3 separate regions of the Gossypium hirsutum genome follow, and all the other regions are linked to region 3. Evidence: chromatin contacts called from public Hi-C data. All regions are on one chromosome and are shown on one strand. Each heading gives the region's core, a stretch centred on a gene start, on an enhancer-like site or on the middle of the called end of the contact. The rest is flanking DNA. Distances are from core to core; before and after follow the strand shown. Region 1 holds the start of LOC107909932 (probable polygalacturonase). Region 2 holds the start of LOC107909883 (endoglucanase 6). Region 3 holds the start of LOC107911242 (dynamin-related protein 5A).

Region 1 (2,700 bases), core at 106-2,605, 890 kb after region 3:
GACACCGCCAATTTAATTTTATATTTTTTGACAAGTTTCTCCAACCATGTGCATTTCAATTGGTACCTATGTAAATCCTTCAACCTCTCCTTTGATGGCACGATACCTAATAATTGCCCGCACATTGACTCCAAATTGATGCCATTAGGTCCAATTACTGCCTCTCCATTAATTTGAATGTCAATTATAAAAGTGATGTCTTTGAGAGTAATTGTTTCTTCCTTACATGGAAAATGGAATGTAATTATTTTCGGCCTCCATATTTTCACCAAGATGGAAACCAACATGGAGCTTTTCCATTTTATATGCCATGGACAAATTGACATCTTGCAAACATTCTTAGGAATGAAGATTGGGATCCGAGAAGTGTAAATTATGTCAGACCTAAAGATAATACTAATTGTTAAAAACAAAAAGAATTAAAATTTGGAAAATCTTAAAAATAATTCTTCGATAATTAAAAAAATAATTAGAGATTTCACCTTGTTGAGGGCACAATTAATAATATGGTAGACCATTTTCTCTCGAAAAATATGTAAATAAAAGCATTTTTTTTTGTTTTTTTGTAGAGTTGGAAAGCTTGAGTAAGATTTTGATGAGAAAAAAAGAAGGATGATTGAATTTTTATAGAGTGGAAGGCGATCACCATAAGAACTGACTTCCACTGCATTCAATGTAGTTGGTTGGTCCTACGACAAAATAAAATGCTAGTCTAACCTTTTATCTCTAAACTTGACACTTGTAGATTTCAACTCTTCTCGACATGCTGACATAAAATGTATGAATTAATGTGTTGATTTGGCAACACATTAAACTATACTCGATATCAAAATTGCCTAAAAAGCGTATTTTGAGAAATGAGTTTATCAATAAATAATAAGTTTTATTAGGATTAAATCACTATTTGGGGTCTAAACTTAGCAATTTTTCTCACATTGGAGTCTTAACTTTTTTTTGGTCAAAGTTAAGCCCTGAATTTGACAATTGTTTCCTCATTAGGGTCTGAACTTGGCAATTATCCCCAAATTAAGATTTAAACTTTAAGGTTTTTAAGGACTAAGTTGAATAAAAAAGAGTTGAAGTCTCAATGTGAGAACATTTGTCAAGTTCAAAACCTAACATGAAGAAAAAAGGGTAAAACCTTAATGTAAGAATAATTAACAAATTTTAACCTAAATAACAAAAAAGGAATTCAGACCAAGTTCAAATCAAAAGGTGATTTTAACTTTATTATTATTATTATTAAGTCAAAAAGTGCATATATAATAATAATAATAATAATAATTATTATTATTATTATTATTATTAAATATTTTAAACATAAAAAATAGAGAAATCTTAAAATTAAGAGTTGAGCCAAAACCAAAGGCATCAACACCTCAACCATTACTTCTCTCCGGCCTTTCTTTGCGATAAGTTGATAAAGTCCCAATCCTTACTTCAAAGTTCAAGCTTTCCTTTTCTTAATTAAAAAAATAAGCAGAAAGAAACCCTTTGGAGCTCTCTCCTTGTTTCCATCTCCGTATCTACGCCCAGTGTTCCATCAACTCATTTTCTGTCCTTCTCCAAATAAACTTCCCTTTCTTTTTCTTTCTATTTGAACCCGAATGTTTCGTGCATTGGCTTCTGTTTTGCTTTGTTGCTTCTTCCTTGAAGCCTCTTTTTGGGTTCACTTTTCTTATGGGGACTTGACAACCTGCTCGGGGATTGTTCCTATGACGGAAAGAGGCGATAAGATATCGATAACGGACTTTGGTGGTGTCGGCGACGGACAGACGCTCAATACCATAGCCTTCCGGAAAGCTATATATCGGATTCAGCATCTGAGAAGGAGAGGCGGCACGCTACTTTTTGTGCCTTCTGGAGTCTACTTAACCGACAGTTTCAATCTTACTAGTCATATGACACTTTATTTGGCTCGAGGTGCTGTTATCAAAGCCACTCAGGTAACTCAAGTCTCTTAACTACTGATTATTACTTGCTAGTATTATCAGAGTCTTCACTCAAGTTTGGATCTTACAGAATCTTTATTCCAACCCTTCCCTTCCTAATATTGCTAAAAAAATTGCTGTATTTTACTCAAACGTAAGGTTTAATTGTGAGGAAAATGGGAGTGAGTTGAATCTTAGAAATGAATTGATCATTGTTAGATTAAAGTACTTTGCTTCTAAAATGGTAATGAAAGCTGTAATCTGGGTTTTAATTATGAACTAGTATAATTTATAATAATAATTGCAAAGACTGATTCTTCTATATGACTGTTATTCTTGCTTTTCTTTCCTTTTCTTTATTCTTTGTTCACTTTTTTAAAGATTTGGGTTTTGGTTGCATTGTTGTCTTAAATATAATAAGTGTAGTTTGTACGATATAGTTGAAATGACAATTTTATTGCGACACTGTTTGTGGCGAAGATGGTCTCCATGGAAGTGGGTCCGCGCAGCATTGTTAAGATATGAGAGAAATATTGTCGGTTGCCATAGTATAGTTGCATGTGCATGATATTTTGGGTTTTCTTTTTTCTTTAGTTCTCATTCAATAGCTGGCAGGCTTTGTTGTCCAACTTGGTGCCATATCTAGTCTAGATTAATAATATAATGCAGTCCTGTTACAGTGTTGGTGTTATTAATTAAATAATAAAATCATACTCTTCCTAATGGACAGTAGTAATAGACAATCTGAATGGATGATGTCGCAATAGCT
Region 2 (2,700 bases), core at 110-2,609, 760 kb after region 3:
TCAAGTATGAGATTTGAAAAAGGGATTTGGACATATTAGTGACAAAATAATGGAGTGTTAAGAATGGGAAGAAACACGAGGGAAGAAGGTCGGGAAGAGTACCTCTCCATAAAGGACATAAGGTTCGGGATGAGCTTTAATGAGGTAGTCAGTGCCTCACTTGACTGCTTCCATCGCATGGCCGAGCTCTCCATTGGCACCCATTTGTTTCCCGTACTCTATAATACTCCAGGACATCATTGTTATGGTGAATGCCATGGGCAGTCCGAACTTCACATTGTCCCCTGCATCGTAGTACCCTCCAACCAGATCCACCTTGAGAATTTGGGAAAACAACTTCAACCATAAATACCATAATTTTCGATTCTAAATGAAGCAAGTCAAAGAACAAAAGTGACGTTTTGACCGAGAAAACAAGTTCAAGTTGAGAGTGGAACTTTAACTTACCCCACTGGCCTTGCCGTCATTCAAGCCGGAATTGGCTCTCCACGTAACTCTCTGGTTATGAGGAAGGTAACCAGATCTCTGAGCTTCAAAGAACAGAATGCTCTTGCTCAGAGCTTGGTTATAGTCATGTCCAGCAAAAGCAGAAGGAAGAAAAAGCAGCAGAAGTAAAGGAGTCATTTCAATCAGCCTCATCAACTTCTCCATGTACATTCAAACTTATCAAAAGACACAATTCAAGTTTCAAGTTGAAACAAAAACAGATCTCTTTCTGCAGAGTGGGGTTTCCTTCAAGTTTCTAAAACTAAAAAGAGAAACCCATTTGGTATCGAACACAAAAAATGCAGTGGGATTGGGAATTGGAGAGAAAGGTAAAAAAAAATGGAATGAGTTAAAAGAGGTGATAGAAATGAAAGTGAGGAGAGAAAGAGCAGTGGGATTGGGAATTGGAAGAGGAGCTGAAGCCTCTATATATTGTGGAGTGGAGGGAAGGAAGAGCAAGAGAGGTTAAAAATTGGTATTGAAAGTAGTTTTTAATAATAATTGGAGGAGAGGGAAAGGGAAAGAACAAAGTCATGTGGGTGTCCCTGGCGCTTTTAGTCTTTCACTGGGTAGAGTCGGTGCGGATTTAATGGTTCTTTTTGGCAGGGAAACTGCTGCTAAACATGATTAAAATTAATTTCTGATTTTTACTCTTCTGTAGAATTTCTTTTTATGCCTTCTCCACTCCACTAAACTTACATTGTTTGTAACTTGGGAATAATGCCCCTGAAATTAAGGCATGAAGTTTATTACGACTCCATTAAATCTCTGTTGGGCACCGCATGTGGGAGGGTACCCTGTCCTGGGTCACAAATGGTGGACATAATTGGATTTTGCAAAACTTGGCTGCTTGGTTTATGTTTTGAAATTTGTTCACCCATAATTAATGCAAATTATTTTTATTTTTATTTTTAAATTAATCATCTGGCTTCTGCAGCCTGCGACCTGTCCGTTTGCGTCTCCTGTCGTATTAGGTATGGGAAAATTGCAAACCCTGGATCATCTTTTACAGGTGCTGCCACACTGCTTGATTAGGCCAATTATAGCACATATCTAACCCTAATTATTTTAGACATTTTATTTTCTTTTTCTTTTTGAATTGTATTAAATATGATTATTTTAAATATTAACTTAAATCTCTTAAAATATATTCATTTTCTCAATTTTGTACTTAATTTTATTTATCTATTTTGTAATGTTGGTTAAAAATATTTGTTAGGCCACTTTGATCAATGAAAAAAAATGTCACAGTGGTCGATGTTGATCGACCATTGACGAGTATTGATTGATCATTGGTAGATATTGACCAATTGTTGACGGTAATTGATCAGACATTGATTTGCCATGTTATGCTATTAGAATATACCACATGTCTCTTTTATTTTTTTAATATTATATATATTATATTGATTAAAAATATAAAAGAAATCATATATAATATATATAATTTTAAAAAAATTATAATTATTATCATAAACAATAAATTTTAAGATATAATTTATTGACCACACATAAATCTACATATGTTTGGAGAATGAATTGATGTGAAAAGCATAAAGAAAAAGATGCATTATTAATGGATAAATGTAAATGTTATATATTATTGATGAAGGGGGTTGAATGTAACCCTAAATTCTCAACTAAAAGCCATTATTTTGTCCAGCTAAAGAAAAGGGGGTTGAGGTTTTTATGACGATTGGATGTAGAATTAAAATCTAAATATTAGAGGGAATTTGAATTTTTTTTTTGACAAGCTTAGAAGACATGGAATTTGAATAATTGCTTTAATTATTGAGGGAACTTCTCAGCATCAACCGGAATTGTTGATAATGGTAACTATGATTCGCCAAACCCGACAACCCCATTTTATTTTCTCTTCTGAAATTAGGAGTCCACCGACGGCATCCGGTAGGCAATATGACAATCCTTTGTAAAATCAACTGTGCAAGATGTCCATTTTCATTTGGTTATTTTATTTAAAAGGTCAAAAAGAGAGCGCTTAATTCCCAACAGCAATCAACGGTCTCCGCCGGAAATTAACCTTTTTCTTTTTTTTGGGTTGCCGAAAATATTTTTGTCATCTTGCTTTTCCTTTTGCCCTTTCATAAAAGTAAAAAAGAGTTTTTTATTTTAATATCATAAGAAGGTTTTAAAAAACCAAGAGATGTGGACAGTGGAGACGTACGGTATGTAAGTCAAAGAGGCAAGCCTCCG
Region 3 (2,700 bases), core at 199-2,698:
ACAAAACAGCTATGCTGCATTTTACCTTCTCAATGTAGGATCGAACCATGTTCTCGATATCTTGTACAATGCTTTCAGGTTGACCCTCTGCATTTATCAAGATAATCCATCAATATCCCATAATTTAATAATTCTTTTTGCAAATCTTATTACCAGAAGAGAATGAAATTGGGGTATGAAGTGCAAAAATGCTATGATTTTTTTTTTTTACATGGGAAATAAAAAGAATTAAATTTTGAATATTTTACTTATTTTAGGTCCCGTGGAAATATGGTAGTCTAAATTAGAGACAAAGCATTATAAGGATTGAAATTTTCTTTGAATTTTCACGAGGCTTTTCCGTTAACTTACCAACAGCTACCTTCGTCAGACCAGGAAGGTCAACCAGAGTCAAATTGACAACTGCATAAAATTACATAAAAAATAAAAAAAAATAAGTAGAGAAAATATCTTATATGCTGGAGATTTGGTAGAACATATAATAAGATGACTTTTTACAATTAAATAAAGTGGAAGAAAACAGAAATAATTTTTACAAACAGGTCATACCGTTGGGAGAAAATATACTAAGATGAATTGGAACACTAGATATTTGTTTAGTTCGCCCAGTTTCTCTATCCGTCTCATCTTGAATCTCCTTCCTAACAGCAGCTATAACGTAGATAACAAAAAGTTAAACCCTAAGATTTATATAACTCCTTTTGCTTAAATAAAGAACGATAAGAAGATATTTACCAAAATCGGTAATTCTTTTTCTAGGAAGGTGAAGAAACTCAGCATATTCTCTGGTTCCTTCATCACTTTTATGAAGCTGTAACACCAGAGGTCTACGAGTAACAATACCTGCATTAATTTTTAATCAAAAAAGCAAAATGAAAGAAAAAAGAATCAGTTCTTGAGTTTCTTAGCGGTGAAGGATAGATTGAGAGCGATAACTTATTGTTTTTACCGGATCCACGAGGTAAAAAATCCTTGCCGACAACGCTTTCCAACACCGAAGATTTCCCTGAACTCTGTTAATATTGAAATCTCAGACCAGCAGATCATAAAAGAAAAAAGAAAACAAAGGTTGACTAGAAATAGAAAAAGGAAAAGAAAGATCGAGAGTCGACCTGACCACCAACGACGGCGATCGCCGGTAAGGAATCCCAAAGAGTAGGCAAGGCGCTTGCCTCTCCATGATCACCAAGAGCAGTGCAAGCTCTTTGAATCTTGTTCACCAGAGAAATCAAATTATCCATTTTTTCTTTTTCTTTTTTAAGATGTGTGCCGGCGACGATAACAAGCGTCGGATTCAAATCAGCTAGATCTGAGCTGATAAGGTAAAGAAACGGCACCTGTCAGATCTGAGTGAGAAATGAGAACCAAATGAAGTTCCGTCCGGAGAAAGGAGTTTTTTTGAAGTTTTGAAATGGAGGAAGAATAAAGGGACTTCGGCTTTAAAAGTGAAGCGCGTTTTATTTATTATTTATTTATTTTAAATATTATTTTTACCACCGATTTATTTTATGTGTTTGAATTTAGTATGCATTTTTGAAGTGAAACGGCGTGTCTAGCTAATACGACAATGAAGTAAACAATGCCTGGGGAACTCCGGGCCGGAAAGTGATAAATAAGGCGGTTGGCTTAGGTAAAAACATCTTCGACTCGACAGAGCTAACTTGGTAAAATTAATTCCAATTTTTCTAATTAAAATTATGAAATTTATTTATTGTTGAATTTTTGGATTAATAATTTTAAAGAAAAAAATAAAAAAGATGAATGGTTTGAATTGTTAAAATTAACGAGAGAATCTAAATTTCAAATAAATCTTTTTATAATATAATTATATAAAAAAAGGAAAAAAGATTTTCTGCATGTTAAAGTTTTATATATTTTTGTTGAGATCTTCAATTCCATTAACTTTTTCCTATCTAAACAAAAGAAAGCTAATCAAACAAGGGAAACTCTTAGATTTCTTTTTCTTTCTTCCTATAAAAGTAAAATATCATAAATGAATTTATTAATTAAAAACAAAAAGTAGATTAAATTAACATTTTCTCATAAAGATTTAAATTTCAAAATTAAATTTAGAAGACCTTCCTTTTGTACCAACGGCACAATAACAGATGGCATGGCATGGCATGGCAACTTTTTCCTTTTCTCTATTGGATTTAATTAAATGGGCGATATAAAGCCGTTGGACTTGGAGACTAGTCCAGTATTCCGTTTGTTGTGGGCCTGTGTCTTTATACTTTTATAATTACGCCTTACAGAGACAACCTTTGTGTTTTTTTCCCTTTGATTGAAGGGAGGCTCACCATTTAATAAACTTATAATTCAAATTTTTGCAATATTAATAATCATAAAGGATGTAAAAAAAAATTTTTGAACAATGACGGTATTTTTCATTACAAGTATCTATGTGTAGTTCGTGTTCATGTGATAATTTACTCCCACAAACGATAGCTAGTAATGAGGAGCAGTATAATACACAAGCTTCTGAGCAGTTGAAGCATCCCTATACTAAGTATGTTCCTCTTTCTCTATAATTCGTAACATCTTTAATCGTATTAATTAATCACCTAAAATCCTGTCAATAATAAAAAATAAAAATCCTATGATCATAAAATGTCTTCATATAGAATGGTGGTTTCACAGTGTCTTCACTTCATCACTCCGTTTGACTCAGGAGATCCATATCCATATGGATTCTTGCTG

The links. Hi-C and Micro-C count contacts between places; a contact is called where the count stands out from the background.
Region 1: a contact with region 3 is called in a Hi-C map of leaf, with 2.1 times the contacts expected there. The contact joins the promoter of LOC107909932 here to the promoter of LOC107911242 in region 3. A contact is called at or near these places in 4 of 34 Hi-C or Micro-C datasets (callus and leaf).
Region 2: a Hi-C map of leaf shows a contact between it and region 3, with 2.3 times the contacts expected there. The contact joins the promoter of LOC107909883 here to the promoter of LOC107911242 in region 3. A contact is called at or near these places in 12 of 34 Hi-C or Micro-C datasets (anther, callus, hypocotyl and 1 more).

What each region holds. Positions count from the first base shown.
Region 1 is chrD08:42,776,182-42,778,881 of Gossypium_hirsutum_v2.1, forward strand. LOC107909932 (probable polygalacturonase) reads left to right here and starts at 1,356. Exons shown (of 5, transcript XM_016837645.2): 1 at 1,356-1,946. The coding sequence starts at 1,608.
Region 2 is chrD08:42,648,194-42,650,893 of Gossypium_hirsutum_v2.1, forward strand. LOC107909883 (endoglucanase 6) reads right to left here and starts at 1,360. Exons shown (of 9, transcript XM_041098169.1): 1 at 448-1,360; 2 at 103-315.
Region 3 is chrD08:41,887,242-41,889,941 of Gossypium_hirsutum_v2.1, forward strand. It overlaps LOC107911242 (dynamin-related protein 5A), which reads right to left and starts at 1,449. Exons shown (of 16, transcript XM_016839119.2): 1 at 1,113-1,449; 2 at 950-1,013; 3 at 736-843; 4 at 550-651; 5 at 352-402; 6 at 26-87. The coding sequence starts at 1,241. It overlaps LOC107911231 (UDP-glucose 4-epimerase GEPI48), which reads right to left. Exons shown (of 9, transcript XM_041098182.1): 9 at 2,356-2,700. The coding sequence ends at 2,646.